Linked DNA regions of Mus musculus: all the other regions are linked to region 3. Evidence: chromatin contacts called from public HiChIP or PLAC-seq and promoter capture Hi-C data. All regions are on one chromosome and are shown on one strand. Each heading gives the region's core, a stretch centred on a gene start, on an enhancer-like site or on the middle of the called end of the contact. The rest is flanking DNA. Distances are from core to core; before and after follow the strand shown. Region 1 overlaps 1700111N16Rik (RIKEN cDNA 1700111N16 gene). Region 2 has its middle 46 kb from the start of Ids. Region 3 holds the start of Aff2 (AF4/FMR2 family, member 2).

Region 1 (3,114 bases), core at 330-2,829, 730 kb after region 3:
GATCTGTGCTTCAAGGTCAAGATTGGACTTTGACTGCTTTATGTCAGCTATCTCCCCACTTCCATTCTCATCTTACTACAGAGAGGGCTTCTTTGGATGATCATCTTGATTGTCTTTTTTTCTTGTACTATAGCAGTCATATAATTTGTATATGGCAAACTCCCTGACTCCAAATAAACTCTTAGTCAGTGGTGACACAATGGCCAAAGAGCAACCTGAATCATATATTTTTATCCAATAATAAAACACATGTTTGACAACTGAAACTCTTGGGCATAGGCTAAATGATTCTCTAGAGGAACATTATAGAACTTGGGGAAATGGTATACATATCTAGTTCAACATAGGGAAAAAATCACAAAGCCCTCTGTAATGCCAACCAGTCTCAAACCTTTAAGAGAGGACCATTGTCACCCTGACTTCCATATAGAGACTATTACAACACTAAGGCACAAGGTAATGGTGGCCACAGCTTGGCAGCAACTTTAAGAACCAACAGGCAGAAAGACACATGAGACCCAGGATAATAAATGGCAACATAGGTATTAAGCCAACTATCTTTGCTGTTGAAACTGAAGTAGCTCTGAGCATGGAGTTTTGGGGTTTTTTTCCTGCCTCATTTTGCCACAAATTATTTCTCCTACATGTCGTCAATGGTCCTATGTATCACTACAGAAACATCATTTCTTTTATTAGAAGTTCTCTCTTTCTCTCTCTCTCTCTCTCTCTCTCTCTCTCTCTCTCTCTCTCTTTCTCTCTCTCTCTCTCTCTCTCTCTCTGCCACTCACACACACACACACGATATATCCATTTTTTGAAATTTGAAATGCTTAAAATTTGAACAACATATAATCCAAGGATTGCATGTAAGGAAGAGTAGATTTGCATAACACTCTAGTTATAAAAGTCACACTTTGAAGTCATGACTAATTATTCCAAGTATACTAGCTAACAGTTTGTGGCCTCTAGTACATTACTTTACGCCTCAGAGTCCTGACTAAAATAATGTTTCATAGCTTATGAAATCATAACTCCATGGCTTGTTAAATAATCTGCTTAATATTGTGAATGACCAGGAGACATCTGACCTCAACCTAGAGCCATCTAGAAGTCAGGACCTCTAGCCTAATCACAAACTGAACAATATGTGACCTCATGATTCAGATACTGGAAGAGAGTTTACTGAGCAAATAGAACACTCACTACTATCCCTTAGGTTCCAATAGTCCAAACAGGATGTGATCTTCAGGATCAAGACTTGACTCTATAATCAACTAATACTTTGACCTCGAGTGAGTGCCTTTTGTCTTCTCTGAAACTTTGGGATGTGAAGCAGTAAATTAGATGATTTCCAAAGGCCTCCCTGTTTGAAAACACTGATTTCAAGAAAAACATACTGCAGAAGAACTGTGCTGTACAGGGATTTGAAAACCTCTCACTTGCTAATTCCTGGGGGGTAGAGAGGCAAGGCAATATAATCCTTGTTTTCATAACCTAGAGCTGTGTCTAGGGCCAGGCCAGAGCAGCAGATGGACGGACCCAACTCCTAGATGTTTGTAATTGATCGGGACACACTATAATGAAGTAATTTTCTTGTCTTCATTCCCCATGTCAGCAGGGGCCTGTCTGCCACGCAGGAAGGGTGACAGAGTAATCTGAGCTGCAGCTGAAAACCTGCTTTTTCTCCACAGTTATTTAGCCTGCCACGAGCTGTGGCAGGGGTGGGAAAGAGTCCAGACAAGCAGGGAGATTTGGCTGCTCTCAAAATATCATATAGGAACTTTAAAAATTGAACTGATTTATGCTCTGTAATGTTTTCAATAATGTGTAAATTAAGTTAGAACTTGAATCTGAGTTTAAGGAGAAATTCTATGTTACCAGCCATGAAAGAACCACAGGGAAAAATACTGATTGTATGATAACATTCCTTCTGCTTTACCAAGAACTTCATTTTGCATAAATAATGGATTCTGAAGTAGGATATGTAACATGCATTACTATTTAGCATCCAAGAATCTCAGAATTACCTGAAGGTCTAAGAATTCCTCTGGGACTTACGAATCTCAATTCACTTGCCTCCAAGAATTGCAAATGCAAGGCATTGTCATGAGAACCTGGCACAAAATTTAACCTTCCAATTTGAGCCATGAGCATTATGGACCCACATTCTTCCTCTAACCAGATTCTGGATTGGGGGGAAACCCACTGGGAAACTATGGAGAAGTTGGTGCGTCACAACTCATGGACACTGCTAAAGGCCAAGTTGTAGGACTCAAAGTAGCTGGGGCTGTGGATTGCCTTCCACGTGTTCATTCTCTGAGCCAGAATCTCATTTTTCCCTTAAATTTTTATTGTTTTGCACTGTTTTTAACCTCAAAGATTTTTACACTGGCTAGATTTGCAGTGAACATAAGAAAATACCACTAAAGGAAAACCAGTTGCAGATGGTATTAAAAAAAAAAAGCAGAAAACATAACTTAGATCTATCTCCATGGTGCAGACCATTTATAGGCATGTACTAGCATTTGTAACTATCTAGACAACTCTCCTGAAGACAAGAGACCCTGAGTGTGTCAGTAAAATCAACCTATTTTGTATGAGTCTGATTAAAAATAAAAATAGCGAATAGATTTGGGGATGCTGTGCTTGTCTTCTTAGTCCTATTAGAACCATCAAGTGGTGTTTGCCCAGCTTATGGACAGGCAAGAGTAATTTCATATTGCATTGCTAAAAACCTTTATTAGAAATTAACATTATAGCTAGTCATAAAAAGTACAGAAATATAGTGAGTAGATTTGAGAGAACATGTTATTATATGCTATGAATATGTTACACAGAAGTTTTGAAATGATGCTCACAGCTATAATGAAACCAAATTATAGTGATGGAAAGTTATACTGGACAGAGCATTGGCCAATTGGCCAGTGTTTCACACTGGTGGAGTAGACAGAGAAATAAGGCAATTGAAATGGGAAAGAGACAACTGGAGCTTGACCTCTGTACATGTTAGGAGTAGTTCCACCTTGTCTGAAACAAATAGAAGGTTAATAACTTTTAGATCACTGGAAGAATGAGAGCTCAATTCATTACATCAAACATACCAGTAAGGCAAGT
Region 2 (2,753 bases), core at 81-2,580, 960 kb after region 3:
CTGCAATAAATTCTTTTACCAATTTCACCTTATACGTCACTGTCAGGTGTATTATCAGCTTGAATATAGCCCTACTTCTGGTATCCTCAGAGAAGTAACCACTAAGAACAAGACCCTATAAACATAGTTCCTAACACAGGAGACATTTTCTTTTAGGGCTAAGGCCTTTATAAATTCAGTGAGCTCCCTGAAACTCTATGTATAAAAGTACATCGAATATGCCTGTGAGCACACGGCACTGTAAACCTAAATGTGGGATCCCTTGGAAACCCCAAATAACACATGGCTCAAAATCGGTTAAAAAATGTTTCCCAACTTGGTGTTATAGTCCATATCCTAGCATTTATGAGGCTGAGGCAGAAATGCTGTCATTAGTTTAAGGACATCCTGAGCCACCAAACAAGTATCAGGCAAGCTAAAGTTATTTAATGACAGTTTGCCTCAGAACACCAATAGTTTTAAATAATTCATCTCTTTATAATGTGGTAACCTAACCAAGCAATGTTCCTGATAAATGCTATCTACTACCAGGCATCACCTCTAACTAGTGCCTGGTGACCTTGGTTGACATCATTTCATCTTCCCCCATTTGCAACAATGCAATGCCTACTTTGTGTTAACCAGCATCACTTCTGCTATCTCTAAAAATGTCAGAAGAGTTTTACTATTTCCCTCTGTTAAAAGGAAGACGTTATCAAAGTCAAATAACCACCCTTTTGTCAGCAATCAATTCCTCACCCCATAGATGGCTTTGTGGGTTTTGTACTAGTAATGTGGTTTTTGTACAAGTAATTCCTACTGAAATTATTCCATCATTCAGAAATCAAAGGACTTCTTGTAGAAAGCTAGCTGTGCACAACACAAAAATACCTGCATTTCTTCCTTCATCTTACCTTAGGAACCAAAAAGAAGTTACACACTAATCTCATGATAATGAAATGAAAACATGAATGACTATTAAGAGCATAGGACAAGTATAAATTTGAAAACCACACCACCATCCCCTCAAAGAAAGCATTTCTGTGAAGGTGAATAGACTGATAAAACATTGCATATTTATCATGATGGTGTTTGCAGGAGCAATCCCACTGAGAAAGCATTCCTGGTGGCTACAGCATTGGCTGCCAGCCAAAATCACAGACTATAAACAATGAAAATCTTTCCATGAAGAAAACTTAGGGATAGAACTCACTTGGGGTCCGGGGCCTTCTAAGGAAGTGCTCAAGCCATAATTCAAAGTAACATTTTCATCAGTCCAAGGTGGCAGGCAGGATAAACGACCTGGCCATGAATGCACATGTTGAGAGGGGCCTGAGAGAGAGGCCCTCAGGAAATACTTGTGGAATGCTGACTCCTAACCCAACACTCCTGTGCTAGAGAAAAAGGCCTTGGGGAAGGTGTTAGACCACAGTGGGATGCTAAGCTCCTGGCCAGTGAAACAGTGAAACACTGTTGACTTTCTGTTGAAACAAGTTTCTAGCTTTACCAGCCCCCTAATTCAGGGTATGTGCTGCCAGGTTTTTATGATATATAGAGTTAAGAAGATTGAAGACGCCCCTACGTTGGGTCTGAACTCTGAAGTCTAATGCTGACCTCGTCCAGGATAACAATGTTCTCTGAGACAACTACTCTGAGTAGGCAGACATCCAGACATTTTGTGCTTTACTTTTCGGAAGTGTTGACATTTTCCAGCTTTTGAAGATGCAAATTTGTGACATGTGAAATGAAATGTGCAGTACCAACCTCTTTAAAAAGGAAAGAAAAAAATCTACTAAAAAATTCTTTCCCCCTAGGGTCACTGGGTTGACTATACTATGAGCTGCTAGTTACTTAACTGCACCACTAAGGATTAATTTCTAACTCTCCAAGTTTAAGGGTATTAGAGAAGGATGGAGAGGAGAGCTGAGTAGAGACAATGAGGAAGAATAGTAAACAGGACTACAAACAACTGTGGGTAAGCTAGGGTCCATGCCTCCTAAAAAGGGGGCGCATTCTCACTAGGAGGCCACGAAAAATGATCTTAAATCAACTATCTGTGAGGATGAACCTTTGTTCTTTTCTCAAGATATGACACACTGTAGATTAATGGAATAAAGTAGTGGAAACAGAAGGCAGGGAGCCATCTCAGTCAGTAAAAGCTCTTGCTGTGCAAGCAAAGCGACCTCAGTTTACTCTTCAGTACCCACACTTTGCAAAATGCCATGTCTGGTGGTATAATCTTTTAAGGCCAACCCTGAGAAGGCAGAGATAGGAAGATCTCCAAGCTTGCTGAAAGCCAGCTTAATATACTAGTAAGCTCCAAGACAGTGAGAGATGGTATCTATAAGTTCTATAAACAACTCCTGAGGAACCGCAACATTCTCTTCTGACCTCTACACACACACACACACACACACACACACACACACGCAAATGCACACACACATGTGTGGAAAAATAAGAAGGGAAAGAGGGCACCTTCCTGTGCCCTGTGGATCATGGCAGTGGCCTGAACAAGAGCTTTTTTTTCAGGAATCTGGTGTCTGAGATCACAGGAAAGCATGGAGAGCTGGAGGTGATGATTAAAACAAACAAACAATGAGGCTCAAAATATCTGTAATAGAAAAAGAAACATCACTGAGATAACTCAGAGGCACTTTGGGACTTTTAATTTGAGGTTGTCTCTGAGCAATGAAGAGTCCAAGAGACCTGAATCATTTGGACTTGCCAGTGTTGAGTAGTGACACTCCTTACCACATACCAATGGCCCAGTG
Region 3 (2,765 bases), core at 236-2,735:
GAAATTGTAGCATCTTGGAGCTTTACTTCTCCATGTCAACAATGTGCTTTCTTCCCCTTACCTAAATAAATAAATAAATAAATAAGCCCTGGGTGTAAGCAATCCAAAGATAGAGCTGTGGTTCTTTCTGTTATATGGTGTACAGCTTCTCTCGTTTAAGGTTGCAATCTGACTTTTTTTTTCCCTCCCCTCCAGGAGAGATGTTAGATCTTGAGCAAATGACCTAGTGGGGACTCCTAGTTCGTCAAGATCAAAAAGCAAGGCTATCTAGATGGTTTTGAGTGTGTGAGGTGATTAAAAACAAATATTCAAATAGGAAAAGGAAAGAGATCAGGATAAGCCTGATGGCCACTAGGGTAATACTTTAGTTGTACAGATGGGAAAACTGAGGCTAGGAGGTTTTGTCAATGTTGTCTACCGCTCTGCTCACTTCTGGCCCTAGGATTTCAGCACAGTGCCAATACTGTACCTTCCCGGTAAGGACAGTAGGAAAGTAATTCAGATGTCTGGGACTCCAAATTGAACAAGCCTTTATAATCCTGTATATCCTTTTTCTCTTGAGTAGATGAGGAAACTTTTCCTTTGAGGAACTCGCTAAAGGAATGGATTCATCCTTTCCTGGACTAGAAGGACAAGCTGGAAGGAGGAGAGGGGTGTGGTTAAGCCCTCCACGTGCAGAGAGACTGTTCTCAAGCCAGAAGGGAGAAAAGCAGCTGGTGCGTGGGATAGTGGGCACACACCCAGCGGTTTTCCTGTTTCTCAGAGAAGGAAAATGCAGGAGGTTTTTGCCCAAAGCTTAAGGTTGGAAGAAACTAGTACTATAACCACTTATCCCAAGGACCACTCAAGGGGACGCCCTTTATCCCTCCCATTGCAGCTTACTAAATCCAGGGCCCAGAGCTTGCTGACCTACTGAGGGACCAGTACTACTTCAGCCTAAGAGGATATTGCAGCGTGAACTCGGCTGGGATGCGCAGCACCGCAGAAATGGTGAAGGTGACCGCCCTGTCCTCCCTGAACACACATGCCCCGTGATGCAGCCCAGAGGGATGCTGGGGACGCAAAAGTTTGATCCAGTGGTCTGAAAAGAATGTCTGGGCAGGGACTACAGGCAATGGCAGCAGGGCGCTAGCCCTTCCTTGCAGCAGTTTGTGCACTCTTTTCTGATGGCAAATACTACATCCCAGTGGTAGGTTGGGGTGAGGGTGTCCCATTCTGCTAGTCTACACTCTGGTACAGTGAGACCACCTTCTGTGTTCCCCTGTCTGGGTCCCAGGACCTCCTCTGGGTCCTGGGCTAGGTCTGAGTCTTCAGCTCTGCAACTGCCCCCATCAGCTGATTTTGACAGGGGGTGGGGGGCATCCAGGAGCAAGGGCGGGCGGGGCTAGCCCCTGCCAGATCCAAGGATGATAACGTGTCTGCTCCATGTCGCGGCTTCGAGCTGTCCAGGCTCCGCCCCCTGTGAGTGTGTAAGTGTGTGATGCTGTCTCGGCCGCCGCCGCCTGTGCAGCCGCCGCCGCCGCTGCTGCCGCCCCGGCTGCCGCGCCGCGCCACTGCCACTGCCTCGCTCGCCCCCGCCTCTGCCGTCGCCACCCGCCAGCAGCCTGCCAGGCGGGCGGCCCAGGCGACCCCAGCTCTAAGCGGCCGCCACCGCAGCCCGGACGCGCTGGGCAAGCGGGCAGCCGCGGAGCGAGTGGACCAGAGCGGGAGGTCAGGCTCTTGCCTGCCCGGTGCCATCGCTTCCGCTGCCGCCACTGCTCCGGAGCGCAGGACTAGGTACCCCGGGCGCCCGCCGCTGCCGCTGATGCGGCCCCAGCACTTTTAACCGGGTAGGAGGGCCAGAGAGCCGCGCCGCCGACCGCAGCCAGAGAGCCGCGCAGCTCAGAGCCGCGCCGACACGCAGCGAGCAGGGACAGACGGCCGCCAGCCGCCGCCGCCCCGCCGCTATGGATCTATTCGACTTTTTCAGGGATTGGGACTTGGAGCAGCAGTGGTAGGTGTTAAAATTCCCCTTCTCTTTTGATGAGCGGGATCCCCGGTCTGGTCTGGGCTTTTCGCCTTTGTTAAGAGGAGCCAGAGCTGTTGTGGGGGGCGCCCCGGACACTCTCCCACTTGCTCCCAGACACCTCTAGCTTTGGCTTCAGTGACTCCTTGGTCGGGTGCTGGGATGGGGGAGGTGCGGGGACAGGGAAAGATGTGGGCAAGAGCATCCCTTTGCACTCCAAGTCTAAAGAGTTGCAGCCGGCCCATAGCAGCTTCAGTGCCACCCACCCGCACAACAACCTCCTGGGGTCTTTTCTCACCAGTGGCTGATTGGGTAGGATCCAGTCTTAAATGCTTTAACTTTCCAGTTGCCAGTGCCTGCAGCCAGTGGCGGGAGAAAAAGCGACAGCCAGGTACCCAGAGGCCACCCTCAGCTTGCTCAGCGGCCACCGCCCACGCTGTTGCCACCTCAATCCCCACCCAGAAAGGCATGGGTCCAAAACCTAATGCCTATCCAGCCTAAGTTCCTCTTCTCAGAGCAGCGTCTTCAGGGGCCACTGCACTAGGGACCTCCAGTCCAGTTGCCTTTAGCGCTTGACTTTCAAGTGGAAGGGTGTTTGAAGTTGGCCCCTAAAGTCTTCAGCTCCGAAGTCAATGAACATTTAATTAGCCTCTGAACCCCCATTGGCTTCCCAGTGGGAGGCAGCCTTAGGTTTGTGTATTGGACACACAGCTAGAATCCCCAGGTTTAGCCTGCTTTAAACAAAATACCGTAAAGTTGC

The links. Promoter capture Hi-C pulls out the DNA fragments that hold promoters and counts their contacts. HiChIP or PLAC-seq counts read pairs in DNA pulled down with a chosen protein or histone mark.
Region 1: a contact with region 3 is called in a promoter capture Hi-C map of second pharyngeal arch cranial neural crest. The contact joins the enhancer-like site here to the promoter of Aff2 in region 3. A contact is called at or near these places in 4 of 39 promoter capture datasets (cranial neural crest, frontonasal cranial neural crest, hippocampal neurons and 1 more), 1 of 484 Hi-C or Micro-C datasets (uterus) and 2 of 115 datasets of contacts at active chromatin or transcription factors (astrocytes and embryonic forebrain).
Region 2: a contact with region 3 is called in an H3K4me3 HiChIP or PLAC-seq map of embryonic limb bud, with 7 times the contacts expected there. The contact joins the enhancer-like site here to the promoter of Aff2 in region 3. A contact is called at or near these places in 7 of 39 promoter capture datasets (the 3T3-L1 cell line, cranial neural crest, embryonic stem cells and 4 more), 3 of 484 Hi-C or Micro-C datasets (cerebellar granule neurons and cortical neurons), 5 of 115 datasets of contacts at active chromatin or transcription factors (embryonic forebrain, embryonic limb bud, embryonic stem cells and 2 more) and 1 of 9 other capture datasets (embryonic stem cells).

The regions. Positions count from the first base shown.
Region 1 is chrX:70,092,877-70,095,990 of GRCm38.p6, forward strand. All of the region lies in intron 3 of 1700111N16Rik (RIKEN cDNA 1700111N16 gene), which reads right to left. Among named protein-coding and RNA genes, the nearest start is that of 1700111N16Rik, 49 kb to the right of the region's middle. Within about 2 kb of position 1,580, at least 3 of the 459 cell types and tissues checked have an H3K27ac peak or open chromatin away from gene starts, as enhancers often do. A contact at or near this core is called in second pharyngeal arch cranial neural crest, where this site is marked.
Region 2 is chrX:70,318,146-70,320,898 of GRCm38.p6, forward strand. No RefSeq gene overlaps it. Among named protein-coding and RNA genes, the nearest start is that of Ids, 46 kb to the right of the region's middle. Within about 2 kb of position 1,331, at least 4 of the 459 cell types and tissues checked have an H3K27ac peak or open chromatin away from gene starts, as enhancers often do. A contact at or near this core is called in embryonic limb bud, where this site is marked.
Region 3 is chrX:69,358,846-69,361,610 of GRCm38.p6, forward strand. Aff2 (AF4/FMR2 family, member 2) reads left to right here and starts at 1,486. Exons shown (of 20, transcript NM_008032.3): 1 at 1,486-1,993. The coding sequence starts at 1,947.